Linked DNA regions of Mus musculus: all the other regions are linked to region 2. The links are chromatin contacts, called in public ChIA-PET maps. All regions are on one chromosome and are shown on one strand. The core of a region is the stretch at or near the end of the contact, and the rest is flanking DNA. Distances in the headings are between cores, read along the strand shown. Region 1 overlaps Gm33897 (a long non-coding RNA gene). Region 2 has its middle 90 kb from the start of Gm33782. Region 3 has its middle 72 kb from the start of Gm33897.

The links. ChIA-PET counts read pairs in DNA pulled down with a chosen protein or histone mark.
Region 1: an RNA polymerase II ChIA-PET map of memory CD8 T cells shows a contact between it and region 2, with 226 read pairs. The contact joins two enhancer-like sites. A contact is called at or near these places in 3 of 484 Hi-C or Micro-C datasets (CD4 T cells, Th2 cells and regulatory T cells) and 3 of 115 datasets of contacts at active chromatin or transcription factors (effector CD8 T cells, memory CD8 T cells and pancreatic cancer cells).
Region 3: a contact with region 2 is called in an RNA polymerase II ChIA-PET map of memory CD8 T cells, with 51 read pairs. The contact joins two enhancer-like sites. A contact is called at or near these places in 3 of 115 datasets of contacts at active chromatin or transcription factors (effector CD8 T cells, memory CD8 T cells and regulatory T cells).

The regions. Positions count from the first base shown.
Region 1 is chr10:96,721,231-96,724,962 of GRCm38.p6, reverse strand. The region is part of intron 2 of Gm33897 (a long non-coding RNA gene); the gene reads right to left. Among named protein-coding and RNA genes, the nearest start is that of Gm33897, 7.3 kb to the right of the region's middle. Within about 2 kb of position 2,287, at least 146 of the 459 cell types and tissues checked have an H3K27ac peak or open chromatin away from gene starts, as enhancers often do. A contact at or near this core is called in Th2 cells, effector CD8 T cells, memory CD8 T cells and 1 more, where this site is marked.
Region 2 is chr10:96,397,418-96,401,169 of GRCm38.p6, reverse strand. No RefSeq gene overlaps it. Among named protein-coding and RNA genes, the nearest start is that of Gm33782, 90 kb to the right of the region's middle. Within about 2 kb of position 2,414, at least 102 of the 459 cell types and tissues checked have an H3K27ac peak or open chromatin away from gene starts, as enhancers often do. A contact at or near this core is called in Th2 cells, effector CD8 T cells, memory CD8 T cells and 1 more, where this site is marked.
Region 3 is chr10:96,785,550-96,789,049 of GRCm38.p6, reverse strand. No RefSeq gene overlaps it. Among named protein-coding and RNA genes, the nearest start is that of Gm33897, 72 kb to the right of the region's middle. Within about 2 kb of position 1,634, at least 51 of the 459 cell types and tissues checked have an H3K27ac peak or open chromatin away from gene starts, as enhancers often do. A contact at or near this core is called in effector CD8 T cells, memory CD8 T cells and regulatory T cells, where this site is marked.

The DNA.
Region 1 (3,732 bases), core at 1,038-3,537, 320 kb before region 2:
TACCTTCTTCTCTTCCATTTTCAAGACAGAACTCTGTGCTCTATAAAACTTGCACACACCCAGGGAGGGAACGGGGTCAAGCTAATGTCTCCTTGTTTGCACTTTATCATGGAAAATAAAAACCTCTTCAATCGGGTTTATAGACCACACTCTTGTCCCCAAGCCTGATCTGTGGAGTCCCCAGCCTAACGATTGGTACTAACGATGGAGTTTCCTCCTCCGTAGATGACAGGTATCCTGAGGAGGCAAAAGCTACTGAGGAAACTTCTGTTTAAAATGCCTGCTACTCAGAATGTAGACCAGAAAGAGGAGAGAAGGCGCCTGCTGGGGAAGAAGGGGCAGAGAGGACTCCGCCCCTAAGACTGAGTATGCTTAGTAATAAACCATTTGGGACCAGCAGTGCAACTGTCTGTCAACTGCTGTTGAAACCTGAAAACAGAGTCCTTTTCTTTAAGAATGTAGCGCCCTCCCCCCCCCCAACCCCGCCCCCTAAAGTAGTCCACTCTCCAGTGGCTACTCTCCAGATATCCAAGACTATTTGGACAGCACAAATTGGTCCTGATAGATAAAATTAAAAAAAAAAAAAAAAGTGTCCGTGGGTAGGGAATTGAGGACTGGTCTGAAAAGAGATAGGAGACCAGGCAAATAAGATCAAAACGCATTTCGAGAAACACTCGAAGAATTAATGAATTACCCTTCAAGCTATGCAAGCTGCTGGCTGTTACTGAACGGCCTGGCTTAGCTGACTCCCGTAGGCTGAGCCTGGAATTTTAGAATAAAGCATAAATGAGTTTGAGACCTAGATCTGCTGCTCTTCCTAGAAGGACCTTCATGCATGTGCCTGCCCCTTTCTTAACCTGCTTCCGTTCTGTAAAAGGAGTTTTGTGAAACTTAAATGAGAAGGTGCTCTATCTATCACCCGGGCTAGTAATCAGACTGAGCGGCTATAAATGAAACAGACCCAACTAAAACTGCCTGCGACAAAGAAATGGCTGCTACGGGTTAGGCGCAAACGCCAGAAACAAGTTGAATTTAGCCGCATGCGGATCTGGGACTTTAAATGTAGTCTCAAGACTGGATGCTCACCCTGTGTGTTCTGGCTCCCGTCTTTTACCTTGTGGCTCTGTTTTGTTGTTTCGCCTCATTCTTCAACAGGTTCCAAAACAATCCTAGCAGACATTCTCAAAGATGTAAAACCTGCCTCTCATCAAAGCTCCCTGTGGATGGATCCAGCCCTGAGTCTCTCACTATGGACAAGAAAGAACTGGGGAGCGCATGAGCAAGAGGCCCGGATATGGAGAGAGCATCCTGGGACTAGAGCCCAGCCGAAGCCACAGAAAGTGGGACACGAGCACTTCCCACAAGAAGACATAACCTGATACCCTCTTTCTTTTCTTCTCTTCTCTTCTTTTCAGAAAGTGGCTATGTGTCTAAGCAGATATCCATGCAATCCAATATTATCTCATCTTTTCTAAAAGAGAATGGAGAACCTTTCCTTAGCCTTCTTTAAAGGACCAGAGACAGCAATGTCCAAACCATAGTGTCTGGTGATACTGAGTTTTAAGAGTAACTTTTACTATACAGACTAGAGTAAAATACTGTTGTTCCTCCGGTCACACTAAAGACAACTTGTGGGCTGGCTCTTCTTGTTTGCCTGTGTGGTTTTGACAGATAGGAATTTGTTCTCATTGGCCTGAACCATGTAAGTATGTTGTCTCTGTGTTTCATGTCATGCAAGGGAAGTACGTGTTCAAGTCTACCATGGTTTTAAAACACTGGTTTTCCTTGCACGGTTCCAGAGTGGTGAGGTTGGTTTCATGAAGTTCTCTGAGAGAGCTCCTTCCAGCGGAAATGTCAAAGGCCGCGATTTGCACCTTTGTTGCAAATGAGACAATAGAGAAATGTGGAAAAGCACTCAGATACATAGCACAGCCTAATTAATTAAATTCTTCTTGTGGGTATCAAGGTCCACTCCTGGAGGCGAGCTAGTAAAAACAATGAACTGTGTGGATCTGGCATTTAAAGCCTTGACCACATATTTGCCCATCATCCTGACAGAAATGTCATTGCAGGAAGTTGTTAAAGGGACGAATACCACGGACTTGCAAATTGCCACAGCCCAGAACAGGCGGATTTTTACCCCCATAGAACCCTCCTGTTTTGTGGCTCCACTGTAAAGCTCTGGAAACAAGCAGGCTGTGGGAGGAGCAACCCGAAGGGAGGGAGAGCATTTCTGGGCGTGTCTTGGACCCTGGCCCCTAGCCCCGCCCTCCACAGTGAGCCACAGTTGTAGTGCCTGTGTTTACATTTGTACAAGCTGCTAGGACAGGCCCAGGCAGGGCTAAAGCAGGACCAGGCGCTTCTATCACACGCTGAGCAGAGAATGAGTCTCATTGGGGAAACAGTGAATCTGAGCATTGGGATCCTGCCAGTGGGAAATTCACATGCATGAAGAGACTGGTTCTTGCCCGTAGTTTGAAACAAGTGAAGGAAATAGAAAGGAGGGAACAAAGGACATCAGGAGGAGGAAAAACTCGGCCCCACTGTTATGCCCAGGTGGATGAAAAAGCTGAACTAGGGTTTGAACATACAGGAATCAGAAGTTAATCCATTTTCTGTCGCAAATGTGTTTGCATCGGAAGTTGAAGAGGTTTTGTCATCCTTCATAAACTCGTAATAATTTCTGGGAATATTTCTAAAAGCATGGCAGCTCTGGGAGATCTGGTGCCATCTGGATCATGAAGAGACAAAGCCAGAGTGTGCTAACCTCTGCACCTTCTAGGATTGGCTGTGTGTGCCTTCCCGTGTTTACTATGGCCCAAATTGAGCACGAGACCAGAACTAACAAGGGAGACTGGCCATCCGTGTTCTGAAGTACAGCGCGGGGCATTTGACCTTTTTGTTGTGTAGCCCACTTGCTCACTATGTTCTCCCAATTTCTCGTTGTTTCATTTTGGTAATCCAGGCTGGTATGTATAGAAGATGAATCTGTGTGTGCAGATTCTCCTTCCTCCAACACCTAAGTATAGGAATTAAATAGCATTAAAGGCACACGGGACCACGCTCAGTTTAACGCCGTAGTAGGGATACTAACCAGGGCTTCATTCATGCTAAGCTAAGCAAGCTTTCTACCTATTGAACTACATCCCCAGCTTCACAGGCTTGGTTTTAAAAACAAACAAACAAACAAAAACTGTCCCCACAAGCCACCTGAGCAGTCACCCGCAAACTTCTGAAATAGCTGGAATATACCCCCTCCACCCATGCTATCTCACCACAAAGACCTCCTACTATCTTTCTAGCCAATTTTTTTTTTCCTTTTAGAGGAGCTCTCAAGGGCACACCTCCCTTATCCGACCCAATAGCACATCCCATCCCACAGAAGCCTTGTCTGCATATCCATTCTTTCAAGACACAGAAGAGCTAACTACAAAAGCATCACAAGCCCGCCTCAGCTGACCTAGCAAATCACAAGCAGGACATGTGACCTCTGACTGCTTAAGACACCCGAAGGCTCCCGCTGATACCCGTCCCCACCCCGCACTCCTTATAGAAAAAATAAAGGAAATTATTCACCCCTGGGGCTGTGGTAAAGACAGTGAGTGCAGGCAGATCCTCATTAAGGAGAGCTAAATCTGGCCTGACAGAGTCTTCACACTAGATCTCAGGACCCTGCCCATTGTGGCTCTGTGATTTCTAAGGACTAACAACTCCATACGATGGCCACTTCAG
Region 2 (3,752 bases), core at 1,165-3,664:
GATTTCTCCTCCTTTCATAGGAATGAAAATCATGTCAACCACCAACGCCTTGAGAAGACGCAGGGACTCCCAGTGCCATAATGTCCCTGCACCCACAGCACAGCACTGACCTAGCTGGGTGACAAATCAAAGGATGTATCGGCTGACAGCGTCTATACAGATACAATCATTGTGGTTAGACATTAGACAGCCACACTCTTCCCTTAGTGCAAAAAACATTTCCACTGGTCATAGGTCTGACAGGAAACTCCTTGATGCCATAAACATGTGACAATAATTGACTTGCAACCGGGGACTTTCCAAGACACCTATACTCTAGTTGTTCTCAGAAAACAACCCAAGTTCAATGGTCTGAGTCTGAGAGGTCGTCAAGTGACTGAACTGTTTTTTTCAGTTAATGGTTGCAATTTGTGCCCACAGCATGTTGAAAGCTCAATTCTCCCCCTATACTCCAAACTATATATATGTGTATATGCATATTTATACATACATATATAAACAACACACATCCACACGGGGATGCGTAGTATTTAAACATATACACACTCAACTAGTGCCATATTTGTTCCTACCATTAAGCAAGAGCAGAGTTGTACTGTGGGGCTTTCTACCTGGATGATGCTCACTGGCAACCTGCACACACTGTTCCTAAGCCCTTGCCCTGCAACATGGGAAGGCACACTGAGAATGTAATGCTCCCGCACATGCTCACAGATAGCACTTGGTCATGATGGTAACATCTGAGAATTTGTTACAGCTTTATTCTAGCTTTCCTTAAACAATAGTCATATCTGTTAGTTCATGGGAACAAAGCTTCCTGACCTCCACCCACACCCCTACAACTTCACATTATGCCCCAGTTGGTGGCCTTTATGTTCCTAGCAGGGACAGTGGTGGGTGTTTGTTTATTAAAGCATCTGTGATTGAGGCAGCAGGTGAGAATGTCTAATTCTAGTTGCAGCTGGCCTTGAATCCAATGCAGAGGGCAACCTCTGTTGGTGTATCAGTTAACCCAACAGGAAGGCAGAAGAAAGGAAGGGTAGGCACGGAGGCCATTTGTTCTGTTCAACTACCGCAGCTCTTCAGACAAGAGGAAGATGGCTAGTGCTTAAGATTTCTGTCCATCTGTTCCTTGGAAATGTTGTCATATATAAATGAAAGGACCACTCGGGTCTTCCCCTGCCTGTGACATTGGCACCAGGACACGCCCTCTGCACAATGGCTCTTGTTGAAGGCAGAGCCCCCAGGAAACCTGTCACCCCAAACAACTGTCACATTCTGTTGCGATCAGTCATAGAAAGAATGGCAGTGCCCTCCCCACCAGCACTGGGGATGGGTTGATGGTCACAAGACTGAAAAGACCTTGCCTTGTCTGCCAACAACAGGGGTCTGTGCAGCTGCCCGGCCCAGGCAGCTGGGGCTGCTGGAGGGTCTTCCCGCCCACTTCCTGTGTCTGGCTTTGATTTCTTGAAGGGCAGATGGTCTTACTCCAGTATCCTCCCGGTTAAGCCAGACAAAAACAAGTCCAAAGCTGCCCTTGCCTGTCTGTCGCTCCTCCGGCTTTGTGTCACCCTATTCTGAGGTATCTGCATCCAGGTCTTTCTGTTTTAGAAAGCTCTGGTAGGGAAGCAAAGACCAGGAGGCAAAATGTGTAGATAATAAAAGAGAACTCCAAATAATTTTTGCTTGGAAATAACATATTGGAAGGCAGGTCTTCTTTTGTTGCTATTTGTTCTTTTGAGGTAGGCTCTCCTGTGGCTCAGGCTAGCCTCAAACGTGCTCTGTAGCTAAGGATAACCTTGAATTTACAACCCTCCCATCTCCACCTCCTGCTTGTTGGGGATTACTGATCGGTGTCTCCATGCCCAGTGTATGAAACGCTAGGGATCCAGACTCACCTGAGTCTGGCCTGCGGGACTGGGGTGGGGCCTGAGCATTGGGAGTTTGAGGAGCTGCCCCAGTTACTCTAATCTGCAGCAGAGCTAGAGAATCTGATCCCAGCTAAGGGTTTTCAAAGTTGACTGAGCATCAAAAGCCATGAGGGGGAGACTAGGAAAGCTGAGAGCACTCAGTGCCCTTCCCACCTTGAAATTGAGTTGTGCTGGAGCCTGGGTATATGCAGTTTCCTCCCTCCCTCCCATCGTCCCTCTCTTGTTTCCCCCCTATTCTTCCCTCCCTCTTTCTCTTCCCTTCCAAGGATTTCATTGGTGTCTTTTATCGCTAATACGTTGTCTTGTTTTTCCTGGTAAATTTTTTTCATAGTTAACAACCACATCTGTTGGTGGCACGTAACATGATGGCTTGCTGTACGCACAGGTTGTGGAATGGCTCCATTGAGCTCCTTCACATGTGTGCTGTCTCAAGCTTGCCTTTCTCCTTTCTCACCAGCACCCGCCCACACCTTCAGTCCCTCCCTAAGCTGCGGTCCTAAGTCACATGCTGAACTGTCTGACTTCAGACTTCACCAGCCCCATTCCCTCAAGCTTGGTGCAATGCACGGCTGTTAACTAATTTGCATGTCTCTTTTTCACAGTAAAATCTAACTAGCTCCTTTAGAAAGAAAAAAAAAAACCAAAACCAACCAACAACAACAACAATACCATCTTTCTCTGGTTTTTCTGCATTATATGGCAGATGTTCAATTACTGGTTGTGCATTGAGTAAATCAGGGTTGGTTTTGACAGTGAAAGACAAGCACGCAGGAAAGGTCCAGCCATCTATGGCATCTGATCTAATAACAGCCCCGCATTTCAGAGCATTCGTCTAGAGGAGGAGTTTCTGTGTCTTGGGATGTGGTGGGAGGGCTGGCATGGCAAAGCACTCGTCAGAACACCAGAATAAAAAAGGCTTTATGCATAAGCAGATTGTATGACATTACATCAACAACTCTCCTTTTAAAACTGGCATTTAATGAGTATCTCTATCAATAAAGGCCTTTTAAGAGCTCTCCATAAAATGTTGTGAAAAACGAGAACGTTTAAAATCCAGGCCAACAATGAGCCCCATTCACACGGCTTCCTCACACGCTTTCTCCAGTGTCCTGGGCTCAAACAGCCTCACTTATTCTCCGCCGGCGAAGTTGGCACATGCTAACCATATTGATTGTCTGATTACAAATAGAGCCCGTGGCAATGAGGGCTTACAAGAGGAACCCATTTGTCCCTCTGGGTTATACATGGATGTCAGACTTAATACACGTTCAACCACAGAGCAATGGAACCAGGTAGGAAAGTGTGATTCCCAGGGAAATTAGACTCCTGGGGTGAACAATAACTTCGTTGTTTCACGGGAACCTTTCGGAGCCATTCCAAAGAGATGTTTAAACAAGGGTTTACTAATCCTTACTAATTTCTAAAGTAGCTACTCTCCAGGAAGAACGGGCTGTCTCTTGTTCTTCATTGATCGATAGAACATTTAACAGCAACAATGTGAGGTTATACAGCCAGAGCTCTTTTGGAGTCTAAAACCCAGAACTGGCAATGAGATATTTTGGCAGAGGGATAGAATTTGCATGGGAGTAGGGAGTCAGTTGCTTTTATTTCTGTGGCCTTCTGCTCAGATGACCACTGAAAGGCAGGTTTGTCCCTGTGATGCAGAAACCAGTCCCTGGAACGGTACCCTGGTGCTATCATTAACGATATCAGGGAAAACCTGATATGAGAGCTCCTTTGAGTTTCTGGTCAAAATGGTTTCACTGTAGCTCCGTGCCTCTCCACGCCTCTGTTTCCTACCATTGGGTTGGATTTTCCGAT
Region 3 (3,500 bases), core at 385-2,884, 390 kb before region 2:
GATCCAATGGCCTCATCAGGAAGCTGACCTCACAATAGTGTTGCTAGCATGTTAGATTTGACTCGATTTCCATAAGTAAATGGAATCTGAGACTCATTGCATGTTAATCACATAGTTTAGTATGTCCCGTATTTATTTTGAATAAGCATTGCATTCTCAAATAAGAATTATGTGCAGGAAGATGGGCCAGAATTTGATGGAGAAACCGGTGGGTACCCACTTCTTTTGGCTCCCGTGATGAATAGAGATTTTGAAGCCTATAGAAAATGAGAGCAGATGTGGGTAATGACATAATTTGTTATTTATGAATGCAGGTTTTCTCTGAAGATTGAGGAATTATCATGAAAACTATTCACTGAACCTCAAAAAAAATCAATAAATATTAATATCAGAATGCAAATGTTTTCACTATCATTTAAAATGTGAAGAGTATTTACCCATTTATGCCTCTGAACAATTCAGAGTGCCCTGAATGCTTATTGACTGTATGTCATTGCATGGTTCAGAGCAGTTCTCTGAACTGCTTAAAACTCTCAGCAAATCAGGAAGAGCACATTCGAAAAAGATAAGGCTGCACATTGTCCTCTTGCCCCTGTCACTCGTGGAAAGCGCCCTGGAGTGCAATCAGGAAACCTGGGCTTCGATATTTAAACACCATGTGACTCCAAGTAGCTTTCTCAAATATGAGCTACATTTTCCAAACCTATTAAATGAGAATAAAGGCACCACCCTCAAAGGGATATTTGAAGATAAACTGACATCAGAACCCACAGTATACATTACTATTTTAAACCCAATTAAGAATTAAGGATCTCCCCCCAAAAGTAGTAATTATCAACAAGATTATCTGAGAGTTCTTTTTTTGGTGGATATGAATTTGATGACATCATCCACATGAAAAGGAAATGGCAGGTCATCCATATATATACATATATATATATAGACATATATATTCAAATATTTCTAGTTATGATAATTATATAATTGTATAGGGTATAACTAAAAATTTCTCTATATACACAACAATTATGGGACATTGATTTAGTCTTTGATACTATGAGTGCTGAACAATTGATTGAGTTACCAGAGTGGTATGAATTTAAGAATGTCTCCCATAGACTCAAGTATTTGAATACTTAGTTTGCAGCTGGTATCAGTGTTGGGGAAGGCTATATAACCCTCTTTAGGGGGAGTCCTTCTGAATGAAGGATATCACTGAGGGTAAGGTTTGAGAGCTCAGAGCCACTTACAGCCTGTTCTCTCTAGTTCATGTTTGGGCTTAAAGATAGGATTTCTCAGCTTCCTGCTTCTGCTGACTGACATGTCTGCCTCTTACTGATAAACCTTCCTACCATGGTCCATTCTTAAACCCCCCGGAACCATAAACCAAAATAAATTCTTCCACAAGTTGTCACAAAAACAAAAACACAAAACCCTAATACAGTCATTAAATTTATTAAACCAGTAAAATTGATAGTTCACATCTGTTACAGTCTTATGAAGATTCATCTGTCCCTTTCTGGAACTGGCGAATAAATCATTGAACAAAAGCTCACCAGCTCAATACACAGTTCAAACAGCATTATACAGGAAACCTTCTCAAGTGTCTTGTAATCACCTGCCTAACGCTCTGTGGTGCCACAGGCAGGCGCAGGAAGTGGTTACAAGTAATCAAGCTCTAACTTTACGACTTTAACCAACTCAGCGGCTCTGTTTGCATGGCTTTCAAACAGCAGCATTTTGCCTAAGATTCCATTCACACAAGAGAATGCAGTGGTTAGTTCTTAACTGTCACCTTGACACAACCTAGAGTCACTGGGGATGTGTCTCAGTGAGGAATTGTCTAAGTGACCTGGGCTTATGGGCATAACCCTGAGGATTGAATTATGTATCAAGGGATAGGAAAATACCCAACCTAAAAGAGAAGCACATCGTTCCCTGAGCATCCATTCTCTCTGTGCTATTGACTGTGGGGGTGACGAGCAGCTTCAAGTTCACACCTTGACTTCCCCAAAACGATGATCTGGGACTTGAAACTTTAAGCTAAATAGACCTTTGCTCCCTTAAGTTGTTCAGACAGAATGTTTTATTCCAACAACAAGAAACAAAATCTAGACAGACAATTTGATTACTATAAAGGCACTTGAATTAATCATGGTTGGTGGTGCATTCTTACAATCCCAACATTCAGGAGGTGGAAGCAAAATAATCACCAGATCAAAACCCCTCAGCTCCAGATTGAGAGCCTTTCTCAGACAACCCAAAGGAGAAACATCTCACCTTGATGATTCCACCTTCGACAGTTCAAAGATGAGGAAGCTGTAGCCCAGAGACCACAGTACCTAAGGTAACAGTCAGCTACTTAATGAAGAGCACCACTAAGTTCTCTAGACTCTTAGTTGTCGTTATTTCTCCCATCATGATAATAATATCCATCTCCCTGTCATGTGCTGCACATCAAACACCAAGCCACACATTCCACCTGTATTTTTTTTTATACGCGGAAAACTCTTTAAGAATTCTACCAGTTTGATGAAGAAGTTCAAGGATGTTAAGCAACTTGAACAAGCCTACATTCGATTTCAGCCTAACACAAAATGTGTTTAAGCTGGAGGTTTCGTGTTGGCCATGAAAACAACAAGCCATCACAAAGCCCGTGAATAACTGAGTGTGTATTATATAATTAGTGGCCAGATTTTGCCATGCTTTTCATGTTCACTTTCTCAGAATTGAGACACAAGGACTATGAACATAGAGAAACCAAGTGAAATCTTTATTTCAGAACTGTTTTCCTCTCTCTGAACTGTAATCACATCTAATTTTATGTTGATTCTATATGTTATTATTGGGATAAGCTTGTGGCTTTTCTACTGTCTGATAGATCATGTTATTAAACACATTCATTTATTTCCTGGCTCAGGTGGTATAATGTGTACTCTGCAGATGAAATCTGTGTGTGTTATTGGGAAGGGGCTTTCCAGGTGACATTTGTGCCTTGCAAGTTTCATGTTCAAATCAATTTTCTTCAAATATAGATAAGCAGGGTGTTTTAGTATAACACCATTGTGGGATTTGGCCTATTTTTATGCAAATTGTAAGTCTGTATCTCAGGTATACAGAGTTTCACGGTTAAAAAATGTATATTCCCTTTCAATAATCTGTCTATAGTATGAAATTATCAAGGATGGATTTATTAGACCCAAAGAAAATAGTAATTCCAATTTGAGGCTTTTTACATAAGTTAAAAGGAATGATATTGTGGTTCCTGCCATTGTTATATTGTTTAAAGTAGAGATGGATAATGGGGTTTAAAGGTATATGGTAAAGAAGAAATACAACACAATAAATAATACATGAGAAGGGAGAATACTGTCGATGAAAGCATATGAAAAGACAGCAATGGGGAGATAGTCTGGGGGTTGGGGAGAAATCAAAATGAATCTAAATTGATAAAGTATGCCTGAAAATGCCACAAAGAAATCTGTTACTCTGTGATCTAA